2 separate regions of the Ovis aries genome follow, and region 2 is linked to region 1. A link is a contact called in public Hi-C data. All regions are on one chromosome and are shown on one strand. Each heading gives the region's core, a stretch centred on a gene start, on an enhancer-like site or on the middle of the called end of the contact. The rest is flanking DNA. Distances are from core to core; before and after follow the strand shown.

The links. Hi-C and Micro-C count contacts between places; a contact is called where the count stands out from the background.
Region 2: a Hi-C map of hypothalamus shows a contact between it and region 1, with 5 times the contacts expected there. The contact joins two enhancer-like sites. A contact is called at or near these places in 2 of 16 Hi-C or Micro-C datasets (hypothalamus and muscle).

What each region holds. Positions count from the first base shown.
Region 1 is chr1:36,288,117-36,293,971 of ARS-UI_Ramb_v3.0, reverse strand. LOC105612174 (a long non-coding RNA gene) reads left to right here. Exons shown (of 6, transcript XR_009599378.1): 5 at 440-555; 6 at 1,173-1,755. Among named protein-coding and RNA genes, the nearest start is that of NFIA, 27 kb to the left of the region's middle. Within about 2 kb of position 2,316, at least 36 of the 54 cell types and tissues checked have an H3K27ac peak or open chromatin away from gene starts, as enhancers often do. A contact at or near this core is called in hypothalamus and muscle, where this site is marked.
Region 2 is chr1:36,484,898-36,490,752 of ARS-UI_Ramb_v3.0, reverse strand. The region is part of intron 2 of NFIA (nuclear factor I A); the gene reads right to left. Among named protein-coding and RNA genes, the nearest start is that of NFIA, 170 kb to the right of the region's middle. Within about 2 kb of position 2,187, at least 23 of the 54 cell types and tissues checked have an H3K27ac peak or open chromatin away from gene starts, as enhancers often do. A contact at or near this core is called in hypothalamus and muscle, where this site is marked.

The DNA of each region.
Region 1 (5,855 bases), core at 1,067-3,566:
AGGTCCGCTTTCCGTAAACCTCAAATCATTCAAACAATAGCAAAACAAGTCTCAATTACCCCCCTTCACAAACACAAATGCACCCCCAAGTATTTCTGGTTCTCTTGGGGTGACCAGGCTATTTTGTAGCATCTTAAACTATCTCTTTGACTGGCAATTCCAACTTTTACAAAGTTTCTTGCTCTTTACCAGAAAAGTTGCACTTGACCTGTGAGCCCTTGACCATGCTTTTGACTCCTTTTAAAGGTTACATTTTAGTCTTAAGGGATAAAAATGTTGCTTACACCCTGTATACAGGAGAATGTTGGACTGCAAAGTGGGCGCTCTGTAGGAAACTCGATCTCTTTGTCCATCACATGGACAGTTTCAACGTGCCAGTTCTTGTCTGCTAAAATGCCAGGGCAAGGTACTCCGGTCAACTGTTTCTCTGGCTTACCAGGTCCAGGCTCTTGCGCTGCAGATGCTGCACACACCTGCCGATTTTACAGCAGTGAAATCTGCTCAGGTCACCCGAGAGCAGAAGGACCCCTTTTTCTGTTGGAGCAACTTCCTTAAGTAAGTGCTAGACCTTCACAAAAGAGAACACATTTTGCTTAAGCTTGTTCTTTCTTAGGAAGCGCTTAGAGACCGGGCCCACCAATATTGCGGGTAAAGTTAAAGCTACCAGACATGTGCACTGTATTAGAATGCCGACTTGGGACTCACTGAAGATCAGACTGTTACAATTAATCTCGTTTCTTTTTGTTCCCATTGCTTTATTTTTCCTTAGGTCTCTTTCTTTTTTAGTGTTCCCTACCTCCTAAAGTTATGAGTTAATAAAAACGCTGCCCTATTTTTTTTTTTTTTTAATACATAAAGACACTAAATTTGAAGTTAGTGTTGCAGCTAAACTCTCCTGGAGCCTAGCGATCGGTTCTCATCTCTTTAATGCCAGCACTATTGTTCTTCAAATTTATTAAAATAACTCTTTCAAGGCCTTTGAGAAAATGTAATAAATGCTAATTGGAAAAAAAAACCAAACTCATTTATTTTACTTTCTCAGATCAAGGAAAAGAACGCCAAGCAAAATAATAAAATTTATGTTGTTTATTTTCAAGCGACTCTATTTTCAGTAGCTCTTTTTCTTCCTTAACTCAGGAGCTTTGTTCGATTCCATGTCTACGTATCCCCAGGTGCTCCCACTAACCCACCCATCTGTTCACGCCCCGAGAGACTGCAGGAGTGGATACCGTCCTAAGGGAACCCTCCCTGTATTTGCTACCTGGCTAAAGCGCTCCGTTTCAGAAGATACCAGAAAATGTCTTCTTCAGAAACTACCAATGAAGGAAATCATTTACCTAATTAATTCAAGAGCCTCAAGAGGAAGGACTTTGGGCCTGGAGATCCTCATACTAGTGAAAATCCCTTTAGTCCTTCCCCCTCTGACCCGTGAGGGACCGCGTCAGCTGTCTGTTCAAGAGCGGCCCTGGCCAGCGGCTGCCCCTCCCGATGTGCCCCCAGATGGCACAGCCGAGGCGCACAGACGCCGCCCGCCCGGACCACTATCCGGTTCACCACTATGCGACCCTGGCCACCCTCTACCCACCTCCTCACCCCCAGCGTGGGCCCCCTCCTCTCCTTTTCTCTTCCTTCTCACCCTCCCCAGTGATTTTTATGGGGGTGGGAAGTAAAGTGGGAACGTTTCCTCCATCGCGATGCCCACTTCCTCAGCCGTCTCCCACCCGGGTGGACTGGAATTAAAATCCGGGAATTCAACTTTGCTGCAAAACCTCTGGTTCTTAAGGAGGGGCCGGAGGGAAGGAAGACCCCGCAGGGAACACGCGGCCCAAAAAGGCTCCCACCCCGCCCCACTGCCATCCCGCCGGGAGGATGAAAGCAAAGTCCCGGGAGGGGCCGCTGGCTCCCCGAGGGGGCAAGGGCTTGGGGCGGAGGAGGCTGGGGCCAGGTGGCGAGTGCCGGGCCCGGGCTTCAGGGTTCCTGGGTACCCAGACCCTCTTCCCAGGCAGCGCGCTCCCGCCCCTGCAGGTGCACCCTCCGCCCCCTTTTAGGCCCCCTCCGTGGAAACCGCCTTCCGGCCCAAGTTCGGTCCCTGGAGGCTTTGAACGTGGCCTTTCAGAAGTTTTTAAAGCTGCCCCGCCTCGCCCAGCATTCACGGGTCACACTCTTCCCCCGATCCCTCCACCCCCGCTACAGCTGCAGCACCGGGGGTGGGGGATGGGGGAAGGGGGAGGGCCGGCGGAGGCTCTGGGGTCGGAGCACCACCTCGGAGCCCCAGGCTCGGCCTAGAGCGCTTGGAGATCCGCTCCCTAGCCCGACCTCGGAGGAAGCGCCGACAGACAGCTCCCGCACCGCACCGGCCGGAGGGGGCAGGGGACGGGAGCGGAGGGGCGAGGCGGGGGAGAGGAAGAGAGACCGGGCTGGGGCAGGGGCGGGGGCGGGGGGCATGACCGCATTACCAGGGTTCCTGTGCAGGGCGCCAGCCAAGGGACTATTTAAAATGGCCTTGAAGGGAGGCCGCTGGTGACCGGTGTCCTCGCCCTCCAAGTTCCCCGAGCGAATCAGGGCGCCACCTGCAGGCGAGTTCCAGATTGCAGAAGGGAGAAGGGGAGAAACTGCCGGTCAAGAAAAAGAGACCCAGGGGAAGAAGCAGGGCCCGGTTTTGTCCAGGGAGCCGTCTCTCTGATCCTGAGTCTGAGTTCTGAGCTCCAGAATTAACGGAACTGTTAGAAGAAGAGGGAGTCCCGAGGGCACTGAGAATGAACTTTTGGGGAGTAGGGGGTTGGGGTAGTAAACACAGGAATCCGGGAATTCGTGGATCAAAGAAATCCCTCCTCCGGGCTAGTCCGAGGGAGTGCAGCTTGTTTCACTAAGAGTGGCCCTGTGACCTTAGACAGGTTACTTGATTTTTCTGAGTCTTGATTTCGTCATCCTTTAAAAAGGGGAATAGTGATACCTGTCTGACAGGATCCTTTCTAGAGTTAAACAGCGTACTATGCGATGCCTTCTAGAGGGAGCTTTCAGCGATTTTTAATAAGGAAAAAAATGTCTTTTACTCTAACAAATCTAACTTATAAGCCCTTGTCTACTGTTTTCTGTTTTTTGAAGATTAGGGCCTTAGAAGAGGGTAGAGCGAGCCAGAGAGAGATGAGTGTCTGATTAGAAGGACCCGTCAGTAGAAGTTGTGATAACTACTTTCTCTAGCTAATCCCCTCCTCTTAGACAAATAATAGCATTCTAATATGGATAACTTACTATTGCTATTTTGGGGCTTCCCAGGCGACACTAGTGGTAAAGAACCTGCCTGCCAGTGCAGGAGACTAGAGAGAGACACAGGTTTGATCCCTGGGTTGGGAAGATCCCCTGGAGGAGGGCATGGCAAACCACACTATTATTGTCTGGAGAATCCCATGGCCAGAGTAGGCTGGTGGGCTTCAATCTATAGGGTCACAAAGAGTCAGACACAACTGAGCACGCACACACACAGTATTATCTCATTTCATTTTTATCACCTTACATTGTTTATGTTATTCTCATTTTGAATATGAGGAAATAAAGAGGATACAAAGAATAGTTGGTATATTTTGTTTCTTCAAGAAATTTTCCTATGTCAACAACTCAGATCTACATTTCAGAATCTACCTTTAACATCAATTTAAGCACCTACTATGTGCATGTGATTCTCATAACACTTCCATGAAGTAGGACCTCAAGTTCATTCTTCATAGAAGAGGAAAGCTTGGTTCAGGTATATGGGGGTTGGGGGTTAGAGAGTAGGAGAATAGGGGGTCACTTAAAATCCTTCAGAGAAGTGGTGGAGCCAGGTCATGAAGAGCCTAGCTCTTCTGATTATACATCCAGGTGCCTCTGTTGCACCATAACTTAATATGGTTCCAACTAGCTTTGGGACACTGCTACAAGTTATTGGGAAAGGTCACTTGGAGAAGTGGCATCTTGGTGGTTTTGCCATGTTGAAGGTGTGGTAGAAGATGGTGTTTATGGCCTTTAGCAATGGTCGAGTATTACATTTCATAAGGAAATATTGATGGTGGAGGAAGGTGGCGTGTGTACCATGGGAGAAGCCAAACAATGAGTTGATCTAGTTACTCATTAACAAATATGAGTAACATATTTAGTGACCAAACCAACCAAATCTCTTTATAGCATACTATCACACTGAAAATTTTTGTATAATGTAGCTATGGCAAAATCCTGGCATCTGACCCATAGTGATGGTCCTTTGTAGATTTGGTTACAAAAATTATTTACAATAAGTAATTTTGAATATTAAATATTTTTGCTGATACCTGCATCCATGGAATAGTAACAGTTCATGATGAAAGGATTGGATTATTTGGCAGGAAAATTATACTCCTTTCAGTACTTTTGTTTTTCCAAATTGTGTAACAATGACTCACTAACTCCCCTTCTTCTTATCTACCTAGGCACCAAATCAAACCATGTTGAAGGTGTGGTAGAATATGGTGCATTCCTACCCAGAATACCTTCTTTTCACTTTTCAGAATAACTAAACATAACAAACATTTATTGCCTGGAGAATCCCCACAGAAAGAGGAGCCTGGTCGGCTAGAGTCCATAGGATCACAAAGAGTCCGCCATGACTGAAGCAACTTTGCACGCATGCAAATATAGCACAACGGAAGTTAAAGAGGCTTTGGGTTGGGGTATTGGATGTAAATGTGTGCATGTCAGATGGCTTTGGATGGTCAGCTTTTGGGGACCAGTTTGGTAATTAGGTAAGAGGGCTTTGTGAAGAAACACCATCTGAAACCAGCACCTACTCATGGAATTTATTTTGTGTGTTCCACCCTGTTCTGAGTGCTGGCAGAAGTATGAAGAAATGCAGGAGCAATTCTCTTGAGATTTACATTCTAAACTTCAACGTAGAAACTTCTTGCTCTCTCCCACTCCCTAGGTCCATGTCTTAGTTCTATCATAATAAAGTGGTGGGGTTAATGTTTGGAGAACACAGACTCCACCTCATACATTAAGCTGACATGTTTCTCTTCTGAAATTACTATCTTCATCCTAGAATTTCAGTTACAAATTTCATCATCTTCAGGTATGGTTAGATAAAAGAATGAATGTTGAATACTTTAGATAAGTGGGAACTATAGCTTATGGCCTCATTTTATAATGAGATTTTATAATAGACAGCATTGTACTTTGGAGACATTTGTTTTATTCTCGGATGTGTAATTGTGCTTCTGTGTCATGGAAACACATATTGGTTGGGGTGTGTTGGGCACGTATCTGGAGATCTTAGCTACTTCTTTTTGGTACCTTTCCCCAACAGCAACAGTGAGCAATCCAGGGCTCTTTTTAGTAATGAAAGGACAGAGTGGGGGTCCAGTCTATATGTCACTTTGAAACTCATTTGTATTCTTCATATTACCTATGGTGAATCACAGCCTGACCTTCCTAAGTTGCAGTCTCAGAGCTTCTGAATGTGGGCTGCAGGCCACAGGTGTGAGGGTTGTTTGAGAAACTTAACTGCTGCTCCTCTTCATGAAGATGAATTTTCAGCTAAAGCCATTGGTGAGGGTCTAATAAACCCATGTTATATGTGATTGGCATCAGATGGACTAATCTGATGGGATAGTTGCTCAGAAAGTTGATTATACTAGAAGCTATGGTAGAAATTAAACATTTTCCAATAATTTAGATGCTATAAAACATAGCGGTATAGCATGGACTCCTTAGTGTCTGGAGGCAACAGAGCTGGCTGGATTTAAGCAAGAAGAGCATAGACATATGGTTATTTAAATAACCTTATAGATGCTTTGAAGAAGCCTAGAGATCATGCATGACAACATTTGAAATAGTTGAAAGAAAGG
Region 2 (5,855 bases), core at 938-3,437, 200 kb before region 1:
ATTCCTGAAGAAATGATTTTGTACTTCACTAACAGAAAATATGGACTATGTCTTACAATGGCAAAGTTTTTCTTAAACATATTGAAAAATACTGCTTTTCACAGAAGCGAGAATGCTGAATTATCTGTGAATTTACAACACTCTGCTTTATTCTACCTCCCTAAACATTGCCTGAATGGCCTTCTATACTACAAATTTTAGAACTACCTCACGTTTCAGGCAACATGAAAAAATTCTATTTGCTTACGTATTCATGGATATAATATGAGCAAAGTAAAAATAGAATATTTCTAGGGATTTCATATTTACCTTTCTATAACAATATCATTCACTTAAATAAACTGCCAATGAAAAATATATACTAGAAAAGAATAGGAAATTTGACAGGTAATAATAAGTACTACTTATACGTTCCTAATTTGAAGATTATACATGTACTATGATTCATTGTAAGGAGGCATGAACTCCTGATTTTTAATTCAGAAAGAAAGGTTTTACTCAAGTTCCTTGTAATTAATTCACATTAAAATATATAAGAATTAGCAAGAAGTGTTTTTAATTAAACTAGCTTACATTTGTAATATCATATAACATTGCAAATATACTCTTACAGAGTATATATTAATGCCTTAATATATATTAAGGCATCTGCAATGCAATTTTCATATCACATACACATTTGCCCAGCTAACCTCTAAAAGCCTAGGTAGCTCTATGTTGAAACTTTCAGAGCTGAAACATCTTAATGGGCATTGATCTTTTACACTGAAAGATGCAAAGTTCAAATTTCAGCACTGTCAATAACATTTGGTTTCACCTATTGAATGGCTGGGCCTTGGCTGACAATGCCTATCAGGAGTGAAGAGACTGGAAAAGAACTACAAGAGCTACAGTCATTGTTAACTAAACACAAAGGTTTCGTTTTTGTTTTTTACTGATATCAGTTTTAAAAAAATAATAAAAGAACCGAGAAGCCACATTTCTTGGCTACCTCTTACAACAGAGTGTATACCAAGTGTAACCTGGCTACTAAACAGCTCTCCATGACTGAACAAATCCTAAAACTTCTGACTGCCAAGAGCTCAAACTATATAAACTACATTACTATAATATTATCACTAGCCAATGCCACTAGTGATGGACACAAAACAAAACACGCCCTTCATGACAACCAGCTTTTTTGTATAGCGACTTAAGTATTTAATAAAATGTTCTATCAATTAAAAATTCTCTTTAGGAATTCAGGATTTCATCAGAACATAAAACCTAGCCCACAGCTGATATAAAACAGAAGACCTATTTAAGGAATTCCCTGAGTAAACTGACGGCCTGGAGAAGTTAATTCACCAAGCATATTTTTTAAAGTGTCACACAGAGAAGAATTTTAACAAGTTGTAGAAATATACTCACCATTAGGTCATTGTTCCAAATATCGCAAACCCTACAGTTCTACTTTGTTCAGCATTAGTTATTTATGTTTAATAACCAAAACACACAGTAATAACTTCACAGGGTCTCATTAAAATCCTTTGTCCAGGTTTTGTTTTTCAAGTTCCAGCTCTTTTCCCTTATTGTGATTTCCCCAGCTTCCCTGTCTACCTTGGAACCCAAGCACATTACGCAGGCAGCACAATGAACTAACATGCCAGCAGAAGTAGTATGCTCCACCTATCCAAGAATTTTAAAAGCATCCAAGTACACACACACTGTCTCCTGTGTAGCCTGGAGATCCCTGTTGAGCTCATGCCAAGTGTCTGAGAAGTTGGACCCTGCATCCGGTATTTACACTAAGCTAAAATTCTAATCAGCACTAACAGCAGTATGTTTTAATTCACCCTTATGATTTTATTTCAATCTGCTAAGTAGCACAACTGCCAGAAAGCAATTGCTATAAACTTAAGTAAACAAATGCAAAACTAAAATAAATCTTAAACCTGTTGTATATAAAGTTTGTGCCACTTAAGGCAGGCAGTACAAAAAGGCACAGCCCGAAGCCTTGCTTAACGCTCTTGGATCTCGGTTAGAAAGCTCTTTGAAAGCACTGCTTCGTCGAGTCTCCCCCTGCCCCCACTCAACCCCTTTCTAAAGAATTATTTGGTGCATATTAGATCAGGTGGAGAAAATGGCCCTGTTGTTTCACGGTGGCGTTTTCACCTCACGCAGTCCCCTGAACAGTCTTCTGCCAAGCATGGGAAGCAAGGAGTACACGGTGACTACTTGAATCTCTGGATGATACTACAACCACTCGTGCCAAGGAGTTGGTGCCAAGTCTTGCATCTTCGGGGTTTTTTTCCCCTTTCCTTTTTGGGTGGTAGTTGTGTGTTGGGGAGGGGGGTGGTTAAGGGTGGCAGTGGGGGAATCTGACCAACAGATCCTGTGAACTTGGTCACCATTTTGAACCTGTTCGGTGTGCTCAGACCTTGGCAGCCATCTTACAGCTTGGCAACCATTTTGAGAATGTGTTTGGCAAGCGCTCAGAATTCGCTGACACTGTTTAAATAGAAGGCTAGTTAAAAATAGTCCACATTCAACAATACAGTGTGGTATCAGGTAGACTAACCCTCAATAAATCTTGCCAACCAAACATTTTATAACATCTTCACCAAAGGAAATGACACCCCAATTTTCTTAAATACATCACGCTGAAGCAGCTGAAAATGTGATTCTTTAACCCTTTAGCACACAAGTTCTTAAAAATCAATCCTGGAGGGACACCAGTGAGCAGGGAAGTGGAGGGTATGAAGAAGGAAAGAGATGGCCAAAAACACAGCCACAATTTATGTCAAAACATTCACAAGCCGGTTCAATTTCAAGACATAAAATAGAAGGGAGAAGGGCTGTCACCACACCCCGCGAAGTACAATTCTAGAGAATGATTCCAAAATGCAGACTGTGTCCCACGTAATGTTCTATGAGTTCATGGACACTATCTTAAGGACCTTTAATATAATTACCCAAAAGACAAGAACAAATGTTATCTTAAGAACTAGCCTAAAAGAAAGCAAAAAGAGAAAACTTGTACATAATACTATTTTTCCAAAACGAGGAGTTGTACTTTCTGACACTACTGTTATAGTCAACTTCACTCTTTCTCCGTAAGTTTGTGTTTCTGACTCAACCAAAAATAACTTCCGTCCTTAAAAACATTTCTTGATGGCTACAAACCTGAAATAAAAGTGATAATTTTGCATTGCTGTGACTCTGGCATCATTACCAGAATTATGTCATTTTGTAGAAGGTTGAATTAACTACATGGCACTGGATGGCAATTTTACCACCATATGGAAAAGGAAAATAACAATCTAATAATCTGAAATATCTTTTCCTTACTAAAATAAACAATATATTAATATACAATTTAGTATCTTCCTTTCAATGCTGTAAGTATTTAATATTATATTATAGAGGATCATTTATGGTAAAAAAAAAGACCATATTGTTTATGGTTTTATGGGAAAAAAAACTAAATGAACTAAATTGTCTATGAGTCTATAATTATTGTTAAATCATAAATATGATAAAACTTAAAATATTTTGATTCTTGTGATATCAAAAAAAACTTTCAAGTCATTAAATAATATCCCCAATCAAATATCTGTTATTTAAATTTTAAAGTATCTTGAGGGCATGATGGATATCTGGCTTCTATCTTGGTTTCAACTGTGATATAATTCCATACAGCACCTAAAAGGCTAAATCCATGCACTATTTACACTGTTTATAATACTGCAGTGCTTTTTAAACTTTAAGACTAAACTTTAAAATTTCTACTGAAATTCAATTCAGGAACTATTTTACTTCAATAATATCATACAGAGTGAAACAATTAATTAAATGATTATTCAAATTAGAGCATGACATAGGAAAACATTATGCTGAAGCGGATCAGTCTAAAATCCTGATACTATTAGATGTCTCTTTATTGAATGACAGTATCTGCAGTAGATGACGTAAACGGTGCTAGAATAGTTTGGAATGCATTGATAAATTGCTCTATCGATTCCGTTCTGCTTCACTTACCATAATTATAGTACGGTAATGGAAGACATGAATGATATATTTTTACTAGAGAGGAAAGCCCAGAGTTTGCCTGTTTCTTTATGAGATTATACCAAATCCTTTCAATTAATACAGCATGATGGATATATAACACTGAGAATAAGAAGCTTGATTCTAGTGTTCCTGCTTAAATATCACTGTTCAAATATTTGGCCCTTATTTCAAATAAATGTATGTAGTATTTTAAAGACACAGTATTTGCACCTCTGTAGGATGCTGTTTCAACATAATCTTACAGAAACATTTTCATTCCATTTAGAAATTTATCTTTAAAAATTTGAAGCCATCTTACAAACACAATGTTTTTTTCATCTTGTATTCACTGAATATAAATATACTAGAGGTTACCTTACAGCTTCTCAAGGGTAATTCTGATCAGACTTATTATGTTGAAGGAAAATAAATATTAAAATGAAAGAAAAATATAGGTAAGCAACTTAAACCCTCATTTGTGGAAGAAAAATGTAATGATTTTCAAATTCAAATAACAAGAGATTTAATAGAAAGGATTCAAATAAAAATTAAGGCATTTTAACAGAAAATTATAATGACTATTAATTATCTGTAGTTATTCAATATCCATAAATGACACCGTAGAGTTTCAAAGAAACCAAAAGCTGCATTAAACCACTCAAGCATTATTCTTGACACTGTGCCATCTTCCTTATGATGTCACCATCCCACAGTATTGCTAAGGAAGGACACCAGGTTTTCCCAAATGGATACATTTAAAATTAAAAGTGTCATTCCAAGTCATGCAAAAGGAATTTGAGGAATTCTGAACAGGATACAATGGAGTCTTAACAACTCAGAGCAAGGCTGGAATTGCTTTTTATTTGAATATATTCTTTTAATATACTCTTTAATAAAAAGGTCTCATTCTATTGCTGTTTAGAAGAAATAGGGTAAATTTTTCAAATCAATTCACAGGGGAAAAAAAATTCCCCCCAACAACTAAATGGTGTAAAAATTGATCTGTACTTCCCCTCTCACATTACAAAGGCTGTCACAGGGAATAAAATGTAACCCTGGAGGGCTGTGGCAGCTATCAAATCTTCCCTGACACACTATAATGTCTGAAGTCCAGACACCAAAGGTTTACATCAGAAAAAGTCCAGCATGTAGTGAACAACTCAAAACCAACTATCGACCACGCTATTGATTTTCTGTGGGGAAACCAAGAGGGGAAAAGCACCAGAAAAGATAGAATTTCCCTTTTCTCTCCTCCTCCCCAACTTAGTGGGCTGCCAGCCTCAGGTCTCCTCAGGCTCACACCCTCTGACTTTTGCTTTGCACCTAGCCAGGATGTCTGCCTGAGATAATTCAAGCTAAAGGCATGTGATCTCAGTGGAAACGGATTCTCCACCGACTTGCCACACAACCTAACGCAACACAACCTAACTCAGACCCAAAAGCATTTCTTGACAGAAAGGCACCGGGAGAGGCCAGGAAACAACCAGAAAAAATAAGACACATGTATGATTCACATGATTTTCTTTTCAAAGGATGTTTGAAACTCTCTGACTTCTAAAGTTCACAAATTAAACTTGACTCAATAACTGATAGGAAGTTAAGACAATCACGTTTAGTATAGTATAGTATAGTATGGACAAGATGTATTTGGAAATTAGGAGGTGACCCACCCATCCCCAGTTCCAAGCTAATTAAACATAAAAGTCCAAGTTAATAGAAAAAAAAAAAATCTAATTTTTTTCCCTTTCATATAAATTTACACAAAATGGTCATTCAAGAAGCTGAAAGGTAACAAAGCAGAGTGCTTGTTTTAGCTCCTTGGG